Linked DNA regions of Triticum aestivum: region 1 is linked to region 2. The links are chromatin contacts, called in public Hi-C maps. All regions are on one chromosome and are shown on one strand. Each heading gives the region's core, a stretch centred on a gene start, on an enhancer-like site or on the middle of the called end of the contact. The rest is flanking DNA. Distances are from core to core; before and after follow the strand shown.

What was found. A called contact is a pair of places that touch in the nucleus more often than the background predicts.
Region 1: a contact with region 2 is called in a Hi-C map of leaf, with 2.9 times the contacts expected there. The contact joins the promoter of LOC123181722 here to the promoter of LOC123169139 in region 2. A contact is called at or near these places in 2 of 5 Hi-C or Micro-C datasets (both in leaf).

Annotation. Positions count from the first base shown.
Region 1 is chr1D:316,356,340-316,362,263 of IWGSC CS RefSeq v2.1, forward strand. LOC123181722 (ran-binding protein 1 homolog c) reads right to left here and starts at 2,405. Exons shown (of 4, transcript XM_044594046.1): 1 at 2,096-2,405; 2 at 1,857-2,008; 3 at 1,615-1,740. The coding sequence starts at 2,274. LOC123181723 (pre-mRNA-splicing factor cwf23) reads left to right here and starts at 5,409. Exons shown (of 4, transcript XM_044594047.1): 1 at 5,409-5,924. The coding sequence starts at 5,713.
Region 2 is chr1D:316,197,449-316,203,928 of IWGSC CS RefSeq v2.1, forward strand. LOC123169139 (transcription factor MYB44) reads left to right here and starts at 3,462. Exons shown (of 1, transcript XM_044586993.1): 1 at 3,462-5,053. The coding sequence starts at 3,889. The coding sequence ends at 4,803. It overlaps LOC123181721, which reads right to left. Exons shown (of 16, transcript XM_044594045.1): 16 at 6,204-6,480.

The sequences.
Region 1 (5,924 bases), core at 1,155-3,654, 160 kb after region 2:
AGCACACTATCACTATGGTGGCATAGAGCAAAAGAAATTGCACAACTTTCAGTTGACCTCTGGTTGACTGGGGCAACACATGGAAAACACTGCAGGTGTGTTTAGTTTCTAAACGTTAATGCTAACCCTGGGTGTTTGGTAGAGGAAAGTTAATTTTGCCAAGCAATTCTGGGCTAGAAAATCTTTACTCCACTGGGAGAGCCTATACAGCTCTCTTCTGACGGCAATAACAGAGAAAAATGCAGAGTTAAACTGTTGTCCTGCTAGTGGGTGTAGATACTGCTGCTTGAATATGCTCAGGTTGGATTAGCTAACCACATATCAAACAAGTACCTCTGCCTGGGTAGGGTATAGCTCAAACAGGCCAGTGGAGCCTAGCCTAGGTAAACTAGGTGAGCCAATGATCCAAAGGCTCCCTATGCAGCTTAAACATGACTACTTGAACAGGGTATCAGCGAGATTTGCAGGAGAGATGTTATAGCTAAAGATAAGATTGAGCGACAGCCATAAGTAGCAAAATATTTATATATCTAAATGTGCAGCTGCTACTTGGATGAAATAATAAATACTACACAAGAAATACTGAGCAAGTCAGTAGGTTAAACAAGACAGTATATGCCTAATTATAGTACTTCACAGAATCACAATCAAAATGCTGCATTGAGCATGACTAAAAACAAAGACTAACATGTGTGGCGGAGCTAGCATGCACCATTTATCACAAATCAGGCATGGCTACTAGTGGGGAAAACAACACGAAACAAAAGAACTGGGACAGTGCATTATTCCAAATTATGTCAGGAACCTATGAAACTACAAGTTTGCAACTTATCATCCCTAAAAAGTTGTAACAGGTTACAACCAGATATTGATTGCAGCGACCCACAAGGCGGCAAAAAAGGTGCAATTTTGAAGCTACAAATATCATCCATACCCTACCACTGGAAATACTTAATTAATGTATAAATACTCGGCAACTGGAATTAAAAATGTCAATTAGAGAGGATCCCTGTGACCACTAACATAAACAAAGCAGCAAAAAGAACTTCCATGTGGATCTACAGGAAAACCGTTGAGACATGATATTATGATATAGCTAGGACGTTACAACTTAAATTTAGAAGAACCTTGAATGTTAAAAATTCACAAACATCAAGAGTCGCATGAAAACAATGATAGGTTGTGGTCGTGTCACCTTCACTATGACAAGGAATGGCCTTGCCTCTTGGAACATTGCCCTTATTATACCAAATCCACCTACCCCCAATCATGAAAGGTATTTTTTATGATCCTTTATCCCAAATAGTAGATTACTACAAGATCACATGCTTAAGATGTAATTTCTGATAAAGAGTGCCAACACACACCCTAAATATGTTGTTTTGCTGATGATTCACCGAGCCTCGTAAATACTAAATTGCTAAAAGAAAAATTCACGTGCTCAAGACAAAACACAACGTTCAGCTATAGAATGTAACCAGGTCAGGATTCACTAGTGTCTCACAAAGCATACAAAAGAAACTACTAATGCTACAAACAAGGTGATCTAGCATGTTATCCAACCAAGTCAACCACGCAAGACACACGCACGCGGAAATAGAGTTTAGAACTCACTCTCAACGGTGCCAAACCGGATGGCAAACATCTCATCCTTAAGTTCTCCGTCAGCAAAGTCTGCCGCGTGCCAGACACAGGACTTGTCGCTGCCGGCGTGTTCCTGCATCTTCGTGGTCGAGATCACTGCACACAGAGAGGATCAAGGCCATAACCGTGAGACGAGATCCTGTGATGAATCTACTTGAAGCAACTGAGCGATCGGAACTAAAGGAGCAAAATCTGAGGAAACAACTACAGACCTAGGTGATTGGCGCAGATCTTAAGTGTCTTGGCCTGGCGCATAACAAGGCGGACCTTGCCGTTCTCCTTGTGCTTGAGCAGCTTGACGGTGCCCGTGCCCCTCTCCTTCCACTGGTTCCCATCCTTGTCGAACCTGTATAGCTTCGCCTTCCTGCACATCGCCGCACGAACCCGTCCAAAAATCAGCGCCAGATCGAGCCGAAACGAGCAGAACTAGGGGGGACGAGGGGGAGCTTACATGTCGAGGAGAGAGTCCTCGTCCTCCTCGCCGGTGGTGACGGCGACCTCCTCGAGCCGCACGATGGGGGCGACCTGGGCACCGGTGTCCTCCTCCTCGCCGGCAGCGGCCGCGGCGGCGGAGTCCTCGCCTTCCTCCTCCGCGACGGGGCGCTCCACGACGGGCTCCTTGTCCGCCATCGGAAGGGTTGGGCGGCGGCGCGCTTGCTACTTCCGAGTCGACGCGGCGGCGAGAGGGGGGGACGAAGAGAGACGCCGAGGGAAGTTTTGGGAGGTCGGTCGAGAGGAGGGGGGCGGCCGTAAAAGGGCAGTGCGCTAGGGTTTTTGTGTACCACGGAGGGGGAGGCGCCGCCACAGAAGTGGGGCCCACTGGAAGCGTGATGGGGCGAGGCCCTGGCGTAGGGTCACCGTCGGAACTGCGTGTTAACAACGCCACTGCCGATTAGCAACGGCGTCAGTTTTTCTTCCAACAATCTTTTCTTTTCTTTTGCAACTAAAAATAGCTTTTCTTTGCCCCTTCCGGGACATACAAAAAAAAAACTTTTCTTTTGTGACTTTTAAAATTTTGAATAAATAATTTGTTACTAGTTCACCTTATGAAGGCTACTAGAGACTGAGTTCATATTAAGATTGACAAACTTGCCACAAATGACTTTGAAGTCGATGGTCGCACTGAACGCACATCACCGAAAGAACTGGAATAAATCCAGAAAAATGTGACCACCAATGCTAAGCCTAAGATTTGAACCATCGTAGTTACGTTCAGTTCGTTGTTTACAATAGTTGCAAAATCACCACACATATCTTGTAGTCCACATGTACATTGTCTCCCGCTAAACATAAAAATCTGAAACAAATCCAAAAAATTACAAACACCCATGTAAGATATAAAACTTGAATACAAATTCCATTATAAGCAACTTATCTATCTAAACTACGACTCGAGAAAGAGGTGAACAACTTTTAGTCATTCAAAATGTTTTTAAGGTGCATAATTAAGTCTAGACTAGTGCCATCCTTGGGAAAAAAATCCAGACTAGTGTGGAAAAAAACTATGTTCACACAACCTTTGCAACCAGACATATCGATCTAATGCTTGAGATAGAATAAGTTTTGTAACAAAATATTACCGACGTCACTAATGTTTTTTTCCTTTATTAGATTTTCTTATAACCTCTCTTTAATTGTATCTTGTGAGGATTTATTCTACGTTATTTTTGCGAAAATAAGATTCTCGTACATTTTTTATGTGGCTATGTAATATATGATCGTTGAATTTATGGTGACGTTCTTTTATCTAAATTAGGCTTGATGAATGTTATGCCATTTTGATTATTATGTTGACTTTGTCACTATCGTCGAACTTCGGGGCATGCATTTGGCTTTGGCTTTAGTGTGTGGATGGGCTCAACTCTGTGTTTCAGTAAATGTTCAACATATGGGCCAAGCTCGGGCTAAACATTGAACACCTGGGGCTTTCGCAAGGCTGACCAAAAACTTTACAAAAAGGCCATATTTACATATCACTGGCTGGTCGATCGACCAATTAATAATGACCAACATCACTAATGGGTTGACCAATTAGTCATAATTATTGCAGACAACCAAGGGTTGGTCGGTAGTGATCGATCGTCCCACTTCAACCGGGCAGTTAGGATTGCACTGCCTCGTACACGTATGTACATGGACATAACAAATGATATCATATGTAAAACATTGCACATTATCACATATAGGCTTGGTATAAATAGTGTGTATCAACGCATACAGGCGTAGTGTCAACATTGCATATCAACAAATACAAACACATGTTGCATATCATCGCATAGTCTCTATTTGTCACGTATCATCTATGGCAGCATATTATTAACATCGCATTTCGTCCTTATCACTTAGCATATATACATTGCAAAGATTTTGTTGGTTACGTCATTGTTGTCCCATCTCGCCTCTATATGTCTGATCTCGTCGCATATATCCAGTCTATCCATGTATACCCAAATATATGTCATTTAGAGCCTCGGTCAAGATATTTAGAGTGGTGCAAAATTGCTCATATAGCTAGTTTTGCAAAAGAATGACTCGGACCAAACATTGTTGCATTGAACACGTAGGCACTCCTCATCCTAACCGATTATGTAATAATCACAAACAACTATTGAGATAGTTTGTAGCGCGTACATAATCAGATAGGATACAAAATCACCCGCGAACGATTGGAAAGGACATCAAGGTCTAAGTTACTCTTTCAAAACCTAGATAATATATTAGTTTCTATCTTATAGTGGGTTTCCCATCATCAGCGAAATCCAAAGTTGTTGCCGAAATTCAAGGAGTGCAACCCAAGTATAAGATTCGGCGAACCAAAACCTAACATTAAGACAAAAGAAAAATGACTCATGTGCCATGTGGTGCCCACAAAGTGTCATCATCGAGCTTCGAAAGCCAACGAGTATGTCATATGTGCCCATCAGTAAAAAAGACCCTCTGATTCACGTCCACCATTAGACAAAGATGAGATGGGATTAGGAAAGATAAGAATGGAACATAGAACCTTGCATCTTGAAATTCTAATATACTCATAGAAAAATTCTAGTAACCATACCAATTGTAGCATTCATAGCAAAAAAACTACAAGATTTGTATCCAATTTAAATTACAACATTCATAGCAAAATGACATGAATTAGAGGGACATGCATGCTTCACTGCGCCTTGTGATTGGTTGTGTTTCTTTTTTTTCGCGAGCCATGTTAGTCTAAATAAAGTATGGTCTCTACGTTAATAGGTTCAAGTTACAGTTTCAAGCTTCATCATGAAAGTATTGAGTGTGCATAGCATATGCAATCGATAATGCCAAAAACGAAGCATGTAATAATCTTTGGTACATATGTCACATTTGTTAATTTCTGTCAGAATTACAGGCAGTGTCCACAATATGCAGCACAATACAGAATTGCAGGTTCAGCCACTCTGAAGATAGGCTTTGCATGAGGTGAGGCCGTTCTCAAGATATTCTGAAACACCAAATCTCTTTCTTCTGCGACGGCAAATCAAACACCTGGCCAAACCAGTGGATGCTCATCGCACCACACTCAATATCACATCTTGCAGGCTCTCACTCTACCTCTGTTCGGAACGTTCTGAATTTTTGAACACTTGCAGGTAGCTTCTGAACTCTGAACTCTGAACACTTTCAGACGTCTTCATATTTCAGGCGTCAGGTTGAGCCTGACGCACCGCCTCCCCGCCTCCAGCCGCCGAGGGTCTCCGCCGCCGCCGCCGCCCCCCCCCCCCCCCCCCCCCCCCCCCGCCCCGGCGCCGCTCCTGGAGATATTTCGCGGTTTCTTCACCCGCTCGTCCCGCTCAGGTTTCTCCAGCGTTCTAGGGTTAGCCCTCCTCTGTTCTGGGGTTTGGCTCGCGGCGTTCTAGCCGCGCCTTGCCGCGCCGCTCTTGTCTCGCCGGCATCCCCGCACCGCAGAAGGAGCCTCGGCCGTGGCCACCCACCCTCGGCGTCGTGTACACCTGCTTGCCGAACTACCTGAGCAGCGCCTCGTAGTCACACGCTTCCGCATCTGAGGGCCGCTCCCTGTTTCGCCGAATCGCGGCCGGTTCCGCCATGGCGGCGATGGGGCAGGAGGGGGAGGACGTCGACCACTACGAGGTGCTCCGCCTGCCGTCCGGCGAGGAAGGCGCGGCGCTGAGCGTCGAGCAGATCGAGAAGGCCTACCGGACGCAGTCGCGGCTCCGGCACCCCGACAAGCGCCCCGACGACCCCAACGCCACCGCTGATTTCCAGAGCCTCGCCAGCTCGTACAAGTTCCTCCGGGA
Region 2 (6,480 bases), core at 2,212-4,711:
AGTCTAGAAATGGTCGAGACGTAAAGATTGATATATTGGACGGCTATATTCGGACACCGGAAGTGTTCCGGGTGGTTTCGGAGAAAACCGGAGTGCCGGAGGGGTTACCGGAACCCCCCGGGGAAGTATTGGGCCTTAGTGGGCCTGAGGGGAGAGAGAGGGTTGTAGCCCAGGAGGTGGCGCGCCCCCTCCCATGAGGAGTCCGAATTGGACTAGGGGAGGGGGGCGCGGCCCCTCTTTCCCTTTCCCTCTCCCTCTCCCTCTCTTTCCTTCCCCCTTCCCTCTTCCTAGTTGGACTAGGAAAGGGGAGTCCTACTCCTACTAGGAGGAGGACTCCCCCCTCCTTGGCGCGCCCCAAGGGACGGTCGGCCTCCCCCCTTGCTCCTTTATATACGGGGGCGGGGGGCATCCTAGGACACACAAGTTGATTGTTCCAAGCCGTGTGCGGTGCCCCCCTCCACCATAATCCACCTCGATCATATCGTAGCGGTGCTTAGACGAAGCCCTGCGTCGGTAGCAACATCATCACCGTCATCATGTCGTCGTGCTGACGGAACTCTCCCGCGAAGCTCTGCTGGATCGGAGTTCGTGGGACGTCATCGAGCTGAACGCGTGCTGAACTCGGAGGTGCTGTGCGTTCGGTACTTGGATCGGTCGGATCGTGAAGACGTGCGACTACATCAACCGCGTTCTCATAACGCTTCCGCTTACGGTCTACGAGGGTACGTGGACAACACTCTCCCCTCTCGTTGCTATACATCACCATAATCTTGCGTGTGCGTAGGAAATTTTTGAAATTGCTATGTTCCCCAACAGTTTGCTCATGCTAAAGGTCTGCGTCAAGAGATGCAAGTTCCCCGCTACTTTTGGTCATAGCCATGGATGCTCTGTCCGCTCTCATCTGCAAGGCATCCAGCGAGGGTGTGCTTTCCTCCTTCAACGGAATCAAGGCAAACCATAGATTGTCCATATACGCAGACGACGTGGCCCTTTTCATCCGGCCCACAGCCCAGGACCTCTCATGCGTGAGAGCAATGCTACAGGTGTTCGGTCATGCTTCTGGTTTGCGTGTTAACTACAGAAAAACTTCGGCCATCGTGATACAAGGGCAACAGGAAGATGGAGATAGGGTTCAACACTATTTGAACTGCCGGGGGGAAGATTGGCCATGCAAATATCTTGGTCCTCAACTTAGTGTACATCAGCTCACCCGAGTGGAGTGGCAGCCCTTGCTTGACCAGGCAAAGAGATTCATACCATCTTGGCAAAGGGGACTGATCCAGAGGCCTGGCAGACTTGTGCTTGTCAAGAGTGTGCTATCGGCGCGCCCGGTACACCACTTGCTAGTCATGGACGCACCCCAATGGGTATTTGAAGAGATCGACAAATGGATGTGTGCCTTTTTCTGGGCAGGGAAAGAATCAATGAACGGAGGGCAATGTCTGGTGGCGTGGCAAACTATTTGCAGGCCAACTTGCTTTGGAGGATTGGGAGTCAAGAACCTAAAGTTGCAAGGACTAGCCATGAGAGTGCGTTGGGAGTGGCTGAGCAGGACTGACCTCACTCGTCCTTGGCAAGGTCTACAACTCATGGTGGATCAAGAGGCAAGAGCAGTCTTTGATAGCATGGTGCTAATAAAGGTAGGAGAAGGTAGCAGGGTCTTGTTCTGGACAGACAGATGGCTACATGGTTTCGCCGTCGGTGACATAGCTCCCTTGATTGCTGGCATGGTGGATGCTAGAACCAAGCGGAAGAGAATAGTGCAACAGGCTCTAACGGAGGATGATTGGTTACATGACATCAGAGACGAGCTTTCTTTTACGGCACACATGCAGTTAATCCACTTGCAGCAGGCAATTGCAACGGTTGACAGGGATGTCTAGGAGGAGGATCAGTTCACTTGGCCTTGCGACGCCTCAGGTGCATACACCACGAAATCCACCTACAGTCGTCTTTGCCAGGGGTTAACGCGTCCTGCCGCAGCCCAGTGGATCTGGCGTAGCTGGGCACCCCTCAGGTGCAAAATCTTTGCCTGGCTAGCTTCCCAAAACAGGCTATGGACATCTGATCGGCGAGCGCGGCACGGTTTGCAGGACGCTCCTTCGGTGTGCTATACGTGCTGCCAAGAGAAGGACAATGTGGATCACATCTTGGCACAATGTGTCTATGCGAGGCAAGTGTGGCACGGATGCTTCGATTACTTACAAGTCAACTTACGCATCCCGAGCCATGATGATTCCTTCATGGAATGGTGGGGAAGGACACGGGTTACCTTACAGGGATTGGATAAGCGAGGTCTTGACTCCTTCATCATCGCGACAGCTTGGCAGCTTTGGAAGCAAAGGAACGCGAGGGTGTTCAATCGGATCGATCAGATTAGAACGCCGGCAAATTTAGTGCGTCAAATCTTTGAGGACATCAAGCTATGGAAACTTGCGGGAGTAGGAGTTGTGGGTTTAGCTAGATTTGTGAGAGAGTAGCTTTTCTTTCTCTGTTGGAGTTGGTGTAATCGTGATGATGTTCGCATCAGTCACGAATCTTGTAAAAATTGCTTCTCTCTTTTATAAAAATACGGTACACATTTGGCATACTCTCAAAAAAAAAGGGTGAAGTTTTTTATTTTTTTGCGAGGAGTGAAGTTGACGCCATTTAAGCTTGTACACTTAATCTTCGTACATGGAATTAGAAACGAAAATCCTGTAATCACCCAAAAAGTATGCAGCAAAGGACTAAACGGTTTAAGTGATCTGGCTATTTTTTCTAAAAAAATAAATAAATAAAGAAGCGAGAGGCGGTTTCTCTTGTGCACTATCGGCCAAATGCAAGTGTGTGTAATTGGAAGGCAACAAGATAGCGCCAGTTTCTGGTATGAAGGTTGCGATCTTCCCTCGCATGCAGCCATCTTTTTTTTTCTACGCACATGCTCACGCGTGGGCGCACTCATACAGGAGCATGCAGAGCCCCTTCTGGCTACACCTACACGTATACCACTACCAGCCATGAAACTGCAGCTGCAGCATGTGGTACATGGAACTATGGAAGAAGACTTCATGACGCCAAACCTTTAATCTTTAAGATAGTGTGCAATTTAATATTTGAATTACTCAAAATTTTGTGGTACTACTTAGTAACTTGTAAAACTTGTAAAGTTGTAGTCATAAATTGGTCGGTTTAGAAGTAATTTTTTGCAGCACACAAACATAAAACCAGCATCAGACCCTTCTTTTAGATAAACAGAAGCATCGTAACGGCGACAAGCTTCAGATTGGTACTACAACTCATCGACTCTTATCAGCAAATAAGATATCGCCCGACGGCACCAGTATTTGGCGGATTGCGACCGATCCTCCCTCCCTCCCTCCCCCACGGCACGTCGCACCCTGGGGCTGGAGATAACAGGAAACGGCAGAGCGCAGCATGGACGCCTCGCGGGCCACCTTCCCCGCACCACTCGAGAGAAACGGTAGCACTAGCAGGTCGCGACGCGTGACATCCAGCCCCGCCTGGCCTGGCCTGGCCCGGCACATCGCGCGCGCACGCACGCACGCACGCCGTGTAGCCAGCCGGGCATGCAAATGCGTCCATCGCCGGCGGTTCGCGGGTGACGCCGGCCATACCATCCGTCCCACGCACCGCCCGCCGGAAACCACCGAAAACGCCCAAAAACCCCACGGAAAACGCCCGAAACGCGAAACTGTAAAGCGCGCCCGCCCACCTAACACGCCCGCAGGAGCACACGAACCAACCAACGCCCTCCCCTCTCTCGCCCCGCATCCCGTCCCCCGGCCCAACCGCACGCCCACGTCCACGTACGTCCTTATATGCACAACCCACGCGGCAGCCGCAGCCGAGACCGAGACCGACGCGGGTAGAGAGGGGAGAGGAGGCATGCCGGACGGCGGGGGCGGGTCGGACGGCGCGGGGACGGGGGCGGGGAGGATCAAGGGGTCGTGGAGCCCCGAGGAGGACGAGCTGCTGCGCGACGCCGTGGCGCGCCACGGGGCCAGGAACTGGACCGTCATCAGCGCCGAGATCCCCGGCCGGACGGGCAAATCCTGCCGCCTGCGCTGGTGCAACCAGCTCAGCCCCGGGGTGCACCGCCGCGCCTTCACCCCCGACGAGGACCGCCTCATCTTCGACCTCCACAGCAAGCACGGCAACAAGTGGGCCACCATCGCGCGCAAGCTCGTCGGCCGCACCGACAACTCCGTCAAGAACCACTGGAACTCCACGCTGCGGAAACGCCGCAGGGCGGCCGCGGCCGCCGCCACCGCGGGCAACGCGGCGGGCGGGCCCGTCTTCGCGCCTGCCGCTGCCATGTCGTTCCAATCTGTGGATCTCACCAAGGGCGGGGAGGACGACTACGACGACGACGACGACAGCGACGGCTCGGTGGAACCGCCCGCCAACGCCAAGCGGCCCCGCGTGGACGTCCCTCCCGCGGTGAAGGTGGACGACCAGGCGCCGCCGCCCGACCCGCCCACGTCGCTGTCACTCAGCCTGCCGGGAACCGGGGTCGGCGCCGTCACCCCGCCGGCTCCCCCGGCGCCAGTGCCGGCGCCAGCGCCGGTGAAGGAGGCGTGGATGGAGAGCGCGAGGGCGATGCTGGAGCAGAACCCGTGGTTCATGGAGGCGATGAAGCGGATGGTCGAAGATGAGGTGCGGCGGCAAATGGGCAGTGTGTGCTCCATCATGGCGTCCCTGGGCAGAGCCGGCGCGGCGGCGGCCACCCTGCCGACGGCCAGGGTCGATCGGGCAGAAACGCACCCGGCAGGCGGTCGAGACCAACGGACGGACGGATAGACGAGACGCCAAGCATCTGCATTGCATGTTCCATTCAACTCCTCGTTGTTACTCGTCGATCTCACCCATGTCCGTCTCCATCTCCATTTCCATCCCCTGCTAGTAGAATCTAGCTAGTAGTTTTTTTTTTGTTGGTTTATTTACCTTAGAAGAAATTACTCCTGCAAGAGAAACAGAAGCATTTCGGATGCGCACTGTTTTCCTGTGAATTAGTTGGGCCGGTTGGATCGATGGATCGCTACTATTTTCCTGTTGGGGAGTTCGTTCAGGTGTGGTTGCGATTATCACTGAATGTGTTGTGCGTGCGTTGAGTTTGGTTGGGTGGGCGAGGCGTTACCCAACCGCACGCCCGCACGTCGCCGTCACGTCGTCTCGGCTCCTCGCCCAGTAACGGTTTTGCTGGTGGTTTTCAAGTGAGTACGCCAGTGGGCTCACACTTGACGGGCGTTTCCGTTACTGCTACTACATGCGAGTTTACATTTATTAGCACAAGATATGGCGGAGTATATATCTTTTTTTTTTCACTTTGCTAGTCCTATTTCTATCCATCACCTGTTCAGATTTTGAGGCGTATTAAATTAATCATAAGAAAACTCACTATATGCATGTGTTTTTTTGTTATTTACGTGGTCATGCATGCATGCATTGTACTCTAATTAATAAATTTGTAAATAAACTTGAGAAAGGAACGTATTAATTATGTTCTTTTGCAAACTATAAAATTTATCAAATTCTTGGTTGGGAAGTTTTTTGAATTAGGATCTGTAAACCGGAAGGGGGTGAGTATATGTTACTCGGTATCCTAGGACACGTCCAGGCAGCAGCATCGTCGGCGTTGCATTCCTTCTTGGAGGTGCTGCTTGGTACGCGACGGATCGGAGCCTTGATCTGTGCTGGGTCGATTCTGGAGGGCGCAGCGGTGGCACGTCATCCGTGCTTTTGTCAAGCTGTCATTGTTGGCATTTGTTTCTTCTTCTTTTTTTCTTTTTCTTTTCTTTTGGGCTTGTTGTGCTACTCGTCACAACAATTGCTATGTGATCGGTATCCGATCTTTTATAATCAAAGCGGCATAATTAAGCTACATTTGGCGATAATAAAATGGATGGGCCTTGTTATAGCAAGACTAGTTGGTACTCCCTTTCTAAAGAAATATAAGATCTTAACAGAGGGAGTGTCTCTTTCAGCTCAATTTGAAGTTCATAGTACTTGGTCCCGCAATTGGGCTGGCATAACGAGACGGGGTCACATGGTCCAGTGAAACAGGTGACAGAAAGCATCGGCCGAGATACACAAGACGTTCCGAAATAGCAAGGGAAATGCGCCTGCCAGGTAGCAACGGAGGTGTGCGCCAACTGTTGCGGCAGACCGCAACCAACAAAAACGCCAACAGGCAACAGAAGTAAAGCTATAACCGACGCCGCTTTATTTTAGCACAAGGGGATACCATATGTACAGCCTTTCAAGTACAGTCAAGCAACCGGCCTCCCTGCCTTGTACAGCACCAAAATAGATATGTACAGTACAGAGTGACGTGTTGTACAAGGTAGGGAGGCGAGCTGCACGCCGATGATACAAAGGGGGGGAGGGGTGTGAGGTCTCTACAAGCTTTTATCGAAAAAGAAAAAATGCTACCTGGAGACTATCCGGCCTGGTGTTAAACCTGCTGGGGTTGGTGGT